Regions from separate parts of the Rattus norvegicus genome. Here region 1 is linked to region 2. A link is a contact called in public Hi-C data. All regions are on one chromosome and are shown on one strand. The core of a region is the stretch at or near the end of the contact, and the rest is flanking DNA. Distances in the headings are between cores, read along the strand shown.

Region 1 (4,698 bases), core at 317-2,816, 260 kb before region 2:
ACGAATTGGCCAGAATGTGTGAGTACAGTTCAAAGATAATCCTTATCAAAGTAACAACCATAAGATCAGGAAATACCTTTTTCACTCTGACCCTCAAAGTCCACCAGCCACTCCCGGGAATGAGCTTGTGGGGATGGTCTCCACTCTATATCTATCTGCTTCAGCTGCCCAGGGTTTGCAGTGACAGACAAAGCCAGGAAGCTCCCTCCCCCCAGGTCCCTTACTCAGTCATACAGGTCCACCCCCACCCCCCAACCCCCTATCTGATCACAGAAGCATCTGAAGCCAGAGGAAAAACTATAAAAAGAAAGCACCAGCATTGAGGGAAACATCCGGCGAGGAAGCGTGCAGGGTCGGAATTGTGTGGAGTCAACAGATTTTTCCTGTCTTGTAGCAAATCTCCCAGCTGCTGTCCTTGCTGCATCAGGGCCAATTCCAGCCCAAACCAAACCACCGAGGAAATAAATACTCGGCCAAGCCCGGCAGCAGCAGGTAAGCAGCACGTAGCACCCACAACACAGTCCCCTGGGGGTCCCTAAGCCACCCTCCCTATGCCTTGGTGATCTGTGGAAGGGTGAGCACACCCTAGGAACCCAGTCCAGGGAGTGTTTGCGGCAGACAGCACCCATCCCCCACTCTGGAAGCTCCGTCCTGGGGCCACTGTATTTATGATATTTACAGGCCCCAGTGTCGCTAAGGAAATTACTTCATCTCTTACCTCTGACTATCTGTCTCCTGATTACTTGATTGGTTTGAAATCTGTAACTTTCTCCTTTCTTTCTCTTGGCTCTACTATGTCAGGGTGTAGATGTGAGGGTGTGGCCCTCAGGGCAGTCCTGGAATTGAAGAGACCTCAAGAGGATGTCAATGGAGAAATGGATTTTCTTTCTGCGGGCCCAACTTTTGAGCCTGTGGAAATAGACTGGTGATACACCAGTGAACAAGAGAAAAGCCATAAAAACGTTTTAAAAATGATTTTACATTTATTTTGCATATGAGTGTATGTGGATAGAGGACCACATGTAGGTGTCTGTTTTCTCTTTCCAGTACTTAGGTGCTAAAGATTGAACTCAGGTCATTGGGTTTGGTGACAAGTACCCTTAGCCACTAAGGCATCTGTCTCACTGGCCCTGTTACATTTTTTTTCAAATCATAATTTAGAAACCTTTAGATTGAAAAGCCAAAGACCCGTTTTTAAATTTGGGTTCAGCATTGCAGGGATCCCTAAGAAAATATAATTGGGTAAAAGGGGTCTGAGCGAATGGAAATTAAGACCAGGACGGGGGAGCCCCAGCAAGGTCTATCTATCTGTATAGCTTCTGTACTGTTCCACCAAGCATTTCTTGCTCCCAGGTATGGGCAAGGAGTTTTTTTTCTGGAACGAGGGACTTATAACCTGCAATTGAGCTAGGCAGCTCAGAGAATTTCTTTATTGCCAACTCTCAGAAAGTAAGGGGGAAATTCAAGTCCTGTTTTTAGGTTTTAGGGTTGGCTTTGGATAGAGTTCTAGTTTCTATGACCTACTTTGGGAAAGGAATTCTAGATCGATATCTACTTGCTGGGGGGGTGGGGTGGGGAGCAGGAGCTCTGGGATAGGAGGTCAGAAGGGCAGCTTTAAAGGCCTTCACTTTTTTGGTGTGCTTTCCAGAGCCTTAATAGTACATGCATTCCAGAGTCATGAGTCTGGATTTGAATTCTTGCTTAATTACTTAGTCAACAAGTGGGAGCAGGAGGATAGGCAAGCTGCAGAAATTGTCTCACTGGTAAAACGGGAATGACTCTTCCATATAGGCTTAAAAGTGTCCAGTGAGCGAGCGCCGCACCTTTTGGGAGCGCACCTGGCTTAGGGTAATCAGCATTATTACCCCCAGCTTGCTACCCCCAGCTGATCTCTTAAGGGCAGCAGCAAGGGGCACAATCAGAAATGAGGACAACAGACAGCAGACAGGACTCTTGGGTCTTAGGGACTCTGGGGAGGCTTTTCACCTGTAGAAATGAGCTTCCTCTTGAGGGACTGTCAGAGGCCCTGAGGATCAATGAAACATAGGGATCCCATGTTTAGGCAGGAAGCTGGGGTGCTGATGTAGATATGATGCAACACACACACAATACAAACACACACACACACAGAGGGGGAGAGAGAGAGAGAGAGGGAGAGAGAGAGAAAGAGTCAGACACACACACAGACACAGAGAGAAAGAGAGAGAGAGAGAGGGAGGGACACACACAGAGACAGACACACAGAGACAGACAGACAGACAGACACACACACAGAGGGAGAGAGAGCACAGAAAGAGAGAGAGAGTGACAGACAGATAGATACATGGACACACACAGAGACAGACACACACTCAGAAAGAGAGACATAGACACACAAACACACACACAGACAGACACACAGAGAAAGAGACAGACACAAACAGAGAAAGACAGACACAAACAGAGAGAAAGACAGACAGACACACTGACAGACAGACAGACAGACAGACACACACACACATACACACACACACACACACACACACACACACACACACACACAAACCCCTGCTCCTTTTCTCTGAGATGTGACTTTGGTAGGGAGAAAACTACTTCTTCCTTGACTATGTTTGTCAAGCACCCTATGTGTGCCAGGCCATGCTCTGAGTACTTGACAAGAGAGTGAGGAATAAGAAAGGCAAAAAAAAAAAAAAAAAAAAAAAAAAAAAAAAAAAGCTTTGCCTGGTTGGTGCAGGGTAGATGACCAAGTTGACTGAAGTTTACTAAATGTTGCCCTGTGCTATACTCTTCAGAGGCGTGAGGGGGCAGTAGTGAGCAACACTCCCAATGGCGTCATTTCTCTTCTGTGTGCCTACCCGTTACACTGTTGCAGGGCACCTTACTAATAGTCTCATTTTACAACGGCCCAGAGAAGTTACTAGGTATTACTCCCATTTCCTTCTAGAGGAAACAATCTTCAGGAGTGGAAGACCCAGTTCACCCTGACTCTGTAAGCCAGGCCATGTACCAGGTCCTTGTATAGATGACACATGCTGTCTGAACAGACAGTTACCTGGGAATTCCTCACTTGAAACCCTGCTGGCTTTCTTCACAGAGCTACCATCCCAGACACAGATGGCTTAGGCATCAGGCCTGGTGGCCTATCAGAACCTGACTTGGAAGAAGGGCCCCCAAGCCCAGAGGAGGATCTTTCTGTAAAGCGACTTCTAGAAGAAGAGTTGTCCAGCCTGTTGGATCCTAATACAGGTAGGGATGCCCCGGGGTCACCCTGGGGCTGTCTCTGTGCCCATCATCCTCCCATGCACCCAGGCTGCAGAGTTCTGCTCCAGTCCACTGTCGAGAGGGGCGTGGCCAGCATCTTATTTGCCCTGCAGTCTCGGAAAGTGGTTATTTATACGTTTGCTTATTTAGTTATATGGTGGTAGGTTTAGTTTTTTGGTTTTTTGGTTTTTTTTTTTTTTTTTTTTTGAGCTGGGGACCGAACCCAGGGCCTTACGCTTGCTAGGCAAGCGCTCTACCACTGAGCTAAATCCCCAACCGTGTTTTTTTTTTTTTTTTTTGTTTTGTTTTGTTTTTTTTTGTTTTCTTTTCTTTTTTTTTTTTCAGAGCTGGGGATTGAACCCAGGCCCTTGCGCTTGCTAGGCAAGTGCTCTACCGCTGAGCTAAATCCCCAACCAGGTTTAGTTATTTAAGACAGGGTTTTGCTCTGTCAATATGTAGCCCAGGCTGACCTTGAATTCTTCTTCGAAATCCTCCTGCCTCGATTTCCCAGTGGGAAGCACTGGAATCACAGGCATGAGCCACATACCCAGCTTTCCTTTGTTTGATGACCATGGTTTTTACCTTTTTTTTTTTTCTTTTTTCTTTTTTTCAGAACTGGGGACCGAACCCAGGGCCTTGTGCTTGCTAGGCAAGCGCTCTACCACTGAGCTAAATCCCCAACCCCGGATTTTACCTTTTTCATGTATTTATTTTTATTTTATGTGCACTGGTGTTTATGCCTGCACATTTGTATGTATGAGGGTACTGAATCCCCTGGAACTGGATTTACAGACAGTTGTAAGCAGCCATGTGGGTGCTAGGAATTGAAAATTCCAGGTCCTCTGGAAAAGCAGCTGGTACTCTTAACCAATAAGCCATCTCGCCCCCAGGTTCTATTTTTTAAAAATCATTGTTAAGAATAATGAATAGGGGGCTAGAGAGATGGTTCAGTGGTTCAGAGCGTTAGCTGCTCTTCCAGAGGTCCTGAGTTCAATTCCCAGCAACCACATGGTGGCTCACAACCATCTGTAATTCCGTAATTGGATCTGATGCCCTCTTCTGGTGTACCTGAAGATAGCAACAGTGTATTCCTATAACTAAAATAAATAAATCTTTTTTTTAAAGGGGGGGGGGCTGGGGAGATGGCTCAGTGGTTGAGAGCACCGACTGCTCTTCCAGAGGTCCTGAATTTCAATTCCCAGCAACCATATAGTGGCTCTCGACCATCTGTAATGGGGTCTGGTGTGTCTGAAGACAGCTACAGTGTGCTCATGTACATAAAATAAATAAATAAATCTTTAAAAAATAAAGAATAATGAATAGACTTGGGAGATGATTCAGTGGTTAGTAGCACTGGCTGCTCTTCCAGAGGATCTGGGTTTAATCGCTAGCATCCACATAGTAGCTCACACTCTAGTTCCAGGGGATTCAGTGCCC
Region 2 (5,235 bases), core at 1,849-4,348:
TACACACACATATATACACATACATACATACATACATACACACATTCACACATACACACATTCACACATACACAAACACACATTCAGAGAGAGAGAGAGAGAGAGAGAGAGAGAGAGAGAGAGAGAGAGAGAGAGAGAGAGATGGTTTTCTGCAGTCGTTTTGGCATTTGGGGAGTAATTTACCAACTTCAAGTCCAAGTTAATGAAGTTGGGGTAGGTAGCTTCCGAGGGAGTTCTGCTTCCTAGAACCTCAGTTAGGCAGCCAGCAAGAGGGCTGCGTGGGTGGTCGACAGGAGCATTAACAGTGACACATTTTGTATTTGTCATCAGAATGGAGCCCCCGGGCACCGGGGCAGTGCCCATGGCCGCTCAATGGCGTATTTGTCATGTGGCCAGTGACACAATCAATTGACCCCCCTTACACACCGGTGTTTATTAGCCATTGTATAAATATTTCACCCCCTCCCCAGCTGACACATAATCTCTTCTTTGCTGCCTCTGACAAATGAACATTTCTCTGTAGACTCTTAAATGAGTATGTGTCACAGCTATGTCACTGATTAATTTTTTTTTTGCCACCATGAACAACGATGCATAGAAATGTAACTTATATTCATTTCCCGGCTTGAGCCCAGCTGTCTAAAAAAATTCCACCAGCGGCTCCGACTGACAGACAGCTATCCCTGCACTTGGGCGTGCTGACGTGCGGTTGTGTGAGTAGCAGCTTGTTAATTACTGGCTTTCTCTTCCGGCCTGGCTGCTGAAAAACCAGCCACAAGGACCTTAATCACTGCTGGGGCCAAGGAAGACTGCTGCGGAACACTCCAGGGGCCAGCTCCCCAGCCCAGCCTAACCGCACAAGCATTCTGTTCTTCCAGTGTCGGTCTTGGTTTGCAGATGTCCCTGCAGTCACCTCAGTAACACTGTCACTTTAGGACCTCCACCCACTGCTCTGGGAGGTCCCAAGGGTAGAGCCTGGACCTTCTTTCTCTAGAAATATCTGCCAACCAGAAATCAGCCATGAGGCGATTAGTCAGCAATGTACCAGCCACACTGGTACTTGACACACTAGCCATCTTTTCAGTGAACATTCTAGAAGCACCTACCGTGTGCTAAGTGCTTAGCCAATAAACAAGACAGGGCCACAGACCTGGTCCAGAGAAAAAGGTAACCACAGCTTAGGGAGAAATATACAAACACACACACACACACACACACACACACACACACACACACACATACACACACACACAACTGAGAGAGAGAGAGAGAGAGAGAGAGAGAGAGAGAGAGAGAGAGAGAGAAAGAGAGAGTGCTGGCTGGAGTAGAAACTGGCCCCTGGGACCTACCGTGGAGGCCCTTCCTGGCCTCAGCAGTGATTGAAGTCCTGTGGCTGGTTGCCTAGATAAAGTTTAAGTTCCTTGGGGGAGGAGCAGAGGCTCAGGGGTTAGACACTGACTGTTCTCTCTTCACAACTGAGGGAACTAAAGGACAGCTTTCGTCTTTAGCCACATAGCACGGAAGTAGTGAAGTTAAGATAAGAGCCCATGCTCTTTGACCCTAGCATCTCACACCGTGTTCTGTCGACCACAGCCCCTGTCTTTGGCCTTGGCTGCCTCGGTGTTCCCTCCCTGTGGCTCTCTTTTCCCCTTGCTTCTCCTTCACACTCAGTGCTTCCATGCAGGTTCCCAGTCACCTTGGGCTGCAGAGTTGATTCAGCATCCCTGCCCCCCACCCAGCCCTGTCCATCTGCTGCTTACCCCCTCCCTGCCCACCCACTTACCGGCACTGGCTTGAGCCTTCAGCAGGTGTCTAGGCTGCCCCTACTCCACCCCCGCCTCCATGCACCTGTGTCCCTTGCACCTGAGACCCTTCCCTGATGTCACTGTCCCTGGGCTGGAAGCCAAGTGCATACATCTGGGGATATTTTCCACGGATTAACTAGCTCATATCAGCTCTACTGTTGTCCTCAGGCTCACAAGAGACTGACCTGACAATCAGACCCTGTCCTAACTAAGGCCTCACAGAACTGGACACCTTCAGGAGAAGCTAAAGGTGTCCTGGTACTGTGTTCCCAGGTCCCACCCAGACTTGTCAAAGCCAATGAGGGTAGTAGAAAGAGAAGACAGGGAATGGGGCTGCTCAGACCCCTACTATTTCTAAGTACAGACTGTGTCTGGGCTAGCAGTTCTGTTTCTTGTCCTCTTGTAGACAAAGGATGCTGGGATCTATTACATCCCAAGCTTTGGGAGAACATGGAGCTCATGTGGACAGCTCCTGGCATAGCCCCTAGCACACAGTAGGTACATGGCAAGCAGTAGAGTCCTTCTTTCTCTTTTGATAAGGTTTCGACTCAGTCATCTTCCAGTCAGAGAGAAGAGCTGGACAATGCAGGGCCTGTTGTCAGCCCTGCCACACCCAGCTATGGGATGGTCCCTGAGGGGCCCTGAGCACCTTCTCTCTTCCCCAGGCTTCATGGTGTAGGACCGGGGCAGCTTGGTGGAAAGGGAGGAAACTGACTGCCAGGACAGAGCTACACAATGTACTCTGTCCCTCAGTGTCATTCCGTGCTAAGTGCATCACACTGAAGAAAACATATGTCCATGTCCATGATGTCATTGGAAAGTCACAGGAGCCCCAGTGACTTAGGTATGACTAGCTTCCTTCTACTGCAGCCACAGAGGCAGAGGCAGGACTTAAACCTGGATCAGCTCCTCCCTTAATGCAGGAGGATTACCTTAGCCACTATGCCATGTGCTTCTACACGCCCTCCCCAACAGGACCATCCAGCTCCTTCTCCAGGGAGGAGCTGGGGCAGGCCCACCTGCTCTGACGTCACCCCCATGAGCTGTCCTGTCCTTCCTACTGGGACCCAGTGGAGTGAGGCAGGGGCAGTGGGAAGAGCCCGGATGACACTGAGCTGGGTTGGAACAGAAGAACAGTGAGCCTGGGGAAAAAGTCATGAAGGAAAGGGTTCTTTACTGTTGAGATAGCTCTGCCATCTTCCAAACATTTCCTCCATTTCGAAATGGAGCACCGAGCCCCGGAAATCAGGACAAAAGCACCACCCACAGCTCTGGTCTCGATGACTCAGATTCCACCTCCCACAGCCTCCTCCTGTGTGTGTTTCTGAATGTGTGTACCCGCGCGTGCGCCTGTCAGTGTGTGAAGCTGTCAGCTGTCTGTATGCTCATGTGTGCACGCACAGACAGGAACCCACTCATGCACATGCCCGAGCTGTGTCCGTCTGTAAATCTTTCTCCAAGTCCTGACCGTGCAATGACCCACAAGGCCAGCAAGAATCGAAATATTAACAGTTTCATGCTTCCTGTGTTTTAAGGCAGTGTGTTGAGCATTGGCATACTTATAATAGCATGAAACTCCAGACTGCAGAGTGCCATCATTAATCCCATTGTACTGATGATGAAACTGAGGCACAGGGAAATTAAACTTCTTTTTCAAGGTCACTCAGCCAGGAAATGGTGAATTTAACAGCTGCCAGTCGGTGTACAGTATCGTGGTCCTTCCCTCCTTATATCCTCTAAGGTGTTTGGAGAGGCCAAAGGACTCCTTGGTGACCAGAAGTCAGCGTAGGTCCCTGGAGAAAGACCAGAAACCAGAGTCGTGTGTGTGTGTGTGTGTGTGTGTGTGTGTGTGTGTGTGTGTGCGCGCGCGCGCGGGTGGGGACGGGCAAAAGGCAGATAGACACATGAGCAGGAGGGGGCAGGGCAGCTGTCTCAGAACAGGTGTCAGAGAAGCTGTGACAGCCACTTAGAACCACAGTGGCAAGCCTCCTTTACATGGCGATTTGCATGTATTTGCATACATTTGCATCACCAAATCTGTGGAATCGGTCTTAATGGTCCCTGCCTCTGAAGACTGGCAGAAAACGGAGAGGGTGGGAGTGACAGGGAGGGCCTTGGGAATTCAAGAAGGAAACGAGGGAACAGGCAGAGCGCTGAGGTTCTGGGAGGCACAGGGTACTGTCAAGACAGTTTCAACAGGAAAGATGGAGGCTCTCCCAAGTGCCCTCAAGGAAGCCTCATCACCCCTAGTCGATATCTAACTACTGGGCACAGCAGGAAAGGGCGTGCGCGGGGAATGCAGAAATCTGGAAGAGTGGAGGAAGGCTGGGGACCTTCGCTAGTGGTAGCGGGTAGGGCTTTGCACAACGCCTCAGCCTCGGGGGAGAGGGGAGGAGGCGCCCACTGGCCGGCGGAGGTCAGTGGCTCGGTATAACAGCACCATCTCGTGGACATGCACGGAAATGCGCCTTCTTGGTCACAGCCCCTTCCTGCAGCTATCTCCAAGAAATGCCTGCCTTTTTGCCTGTTTCTACAGGTATATACAGTGGAACCCGGTCAAAGAGGCCCTGGGAATTTGAAATAGTCTAGAGGATCACGAGACTCATACAGCTTAATTGTGGAAAGTGAGAAAAACATAGCTATGTCAATCTCAACAGAGTGACCTTGGAAAATTGACCTCATTCGGTTTCCTTATACAGTGGGGGAGGGGGTGATAATATTTGCTTGTGAGAATGAACGGATATGGTACAGGTGACACGCTTATTGGAACGGCCCGGGGAATAACATTTAAGGCTTGAGAACTGCATAACCTTGAGACTTCCTGGAAATCTGTACTCCTGCCTCTTATGCCCCCCTCTTTCTCCACCCTGGTGCTGGCCCAGCTTTCAGCACAATGGCCACACTCGAGGGGTATTTCATCAGCAAGACTGGTGACCATTTGTTTATGAGTACGGGGGGAGGGGGTATCAAGGCCTTGGGAACACAGTACTCTAACCTGCTCCTATCTGGAGAGAACTGGCTAGAGTGTGAAAGGAGGTCAGGGGCTATAGGTGAGGGGTCAATTCCCAACGAGTCAGAAGTAAAAAGAAGTAAAAACCTTTGAACGGGAGCAGATACCAAGGAGCCTTCTTAGAGTCCCTGTGGCCACTTGATAGTTAAGGAAGAAACACCGGCCTGACTCCAGAGGTTGAGTGTATGCTTTGCTGGTGGGTTGGAAGGCGACTGCTGCCACTGCTGGGCAGTGGGAAGGACAGTGGCTGAGGGAGGTGGAAGCACAGAGCAGTGGTCCCAGGCAGCAGCTTTTTCTCCACAAAAGTGGAAGAAGTGTGGCTATTCCTTGACTCCTAGGAAATAAAGGATGGAGTGTTTGGTTGGATTGGAACCTGATTCCCTTGTTGTTGTTGTTGTTGTTGTTGTTGTTGTTGTTTGT

Evidence for each region. A called contact is a pair of places that touch in the nucleus more often than the background predicts.
Region 1: a Hi-C map of the A7r5 cell line shows a contact between it and region 2, with 4 times the contacts expected there. The contact joins two enhancer-like sites. A contact is called at or near these places in 12 of 12 Hi-C or Micro-C datasets (the A7r5 cell line, the Rat2 cell line, Schwann cells and 7 more) and 1 of 1 datasets of contacts at active chromatin or transcription factors (oligodendrocytes).

Annotation. Positions count from the first base shown.
Region 1 is chr18:30,359,824-30,364,521 of GRCr8, reverse strand. Pcdh12 (protocadherin 12) reads left to right here. Exons shown (of 4, transcript NM_053944.1): 2 at 395-492; 3 at 3,095-3,246. Among named protein-coding and RNA genes, the nearest start is that of Pcdh12, 8.3 kb to the left of the region's middle. Within about 2 kb of position 1,566, at least 11 of the 93 cell types and tissues checked have an H3K27ac peak or open chromatin away from gene starts, as enhancers often do. A contact at or near this core is called in the A7r5 cell line and liver, where this site is marked.
Region 2 is chr18:30,099,349-30,104,583 of GRCr8, reverse strand. No RefSeq gene overlaps it. Among named protein-coding and RNA genes, the nearest start is that of Arap3, 17 kb to the right of the region's middle. Within about 2 kb of position 3,098, at least 59 of the 93 cell types and tissues checked have an H3K27ac peak or open chromatin away from gene starts, as enhancers often do. A contact at or near this core is called in the A7r5 cell line and liver, where this site is marked.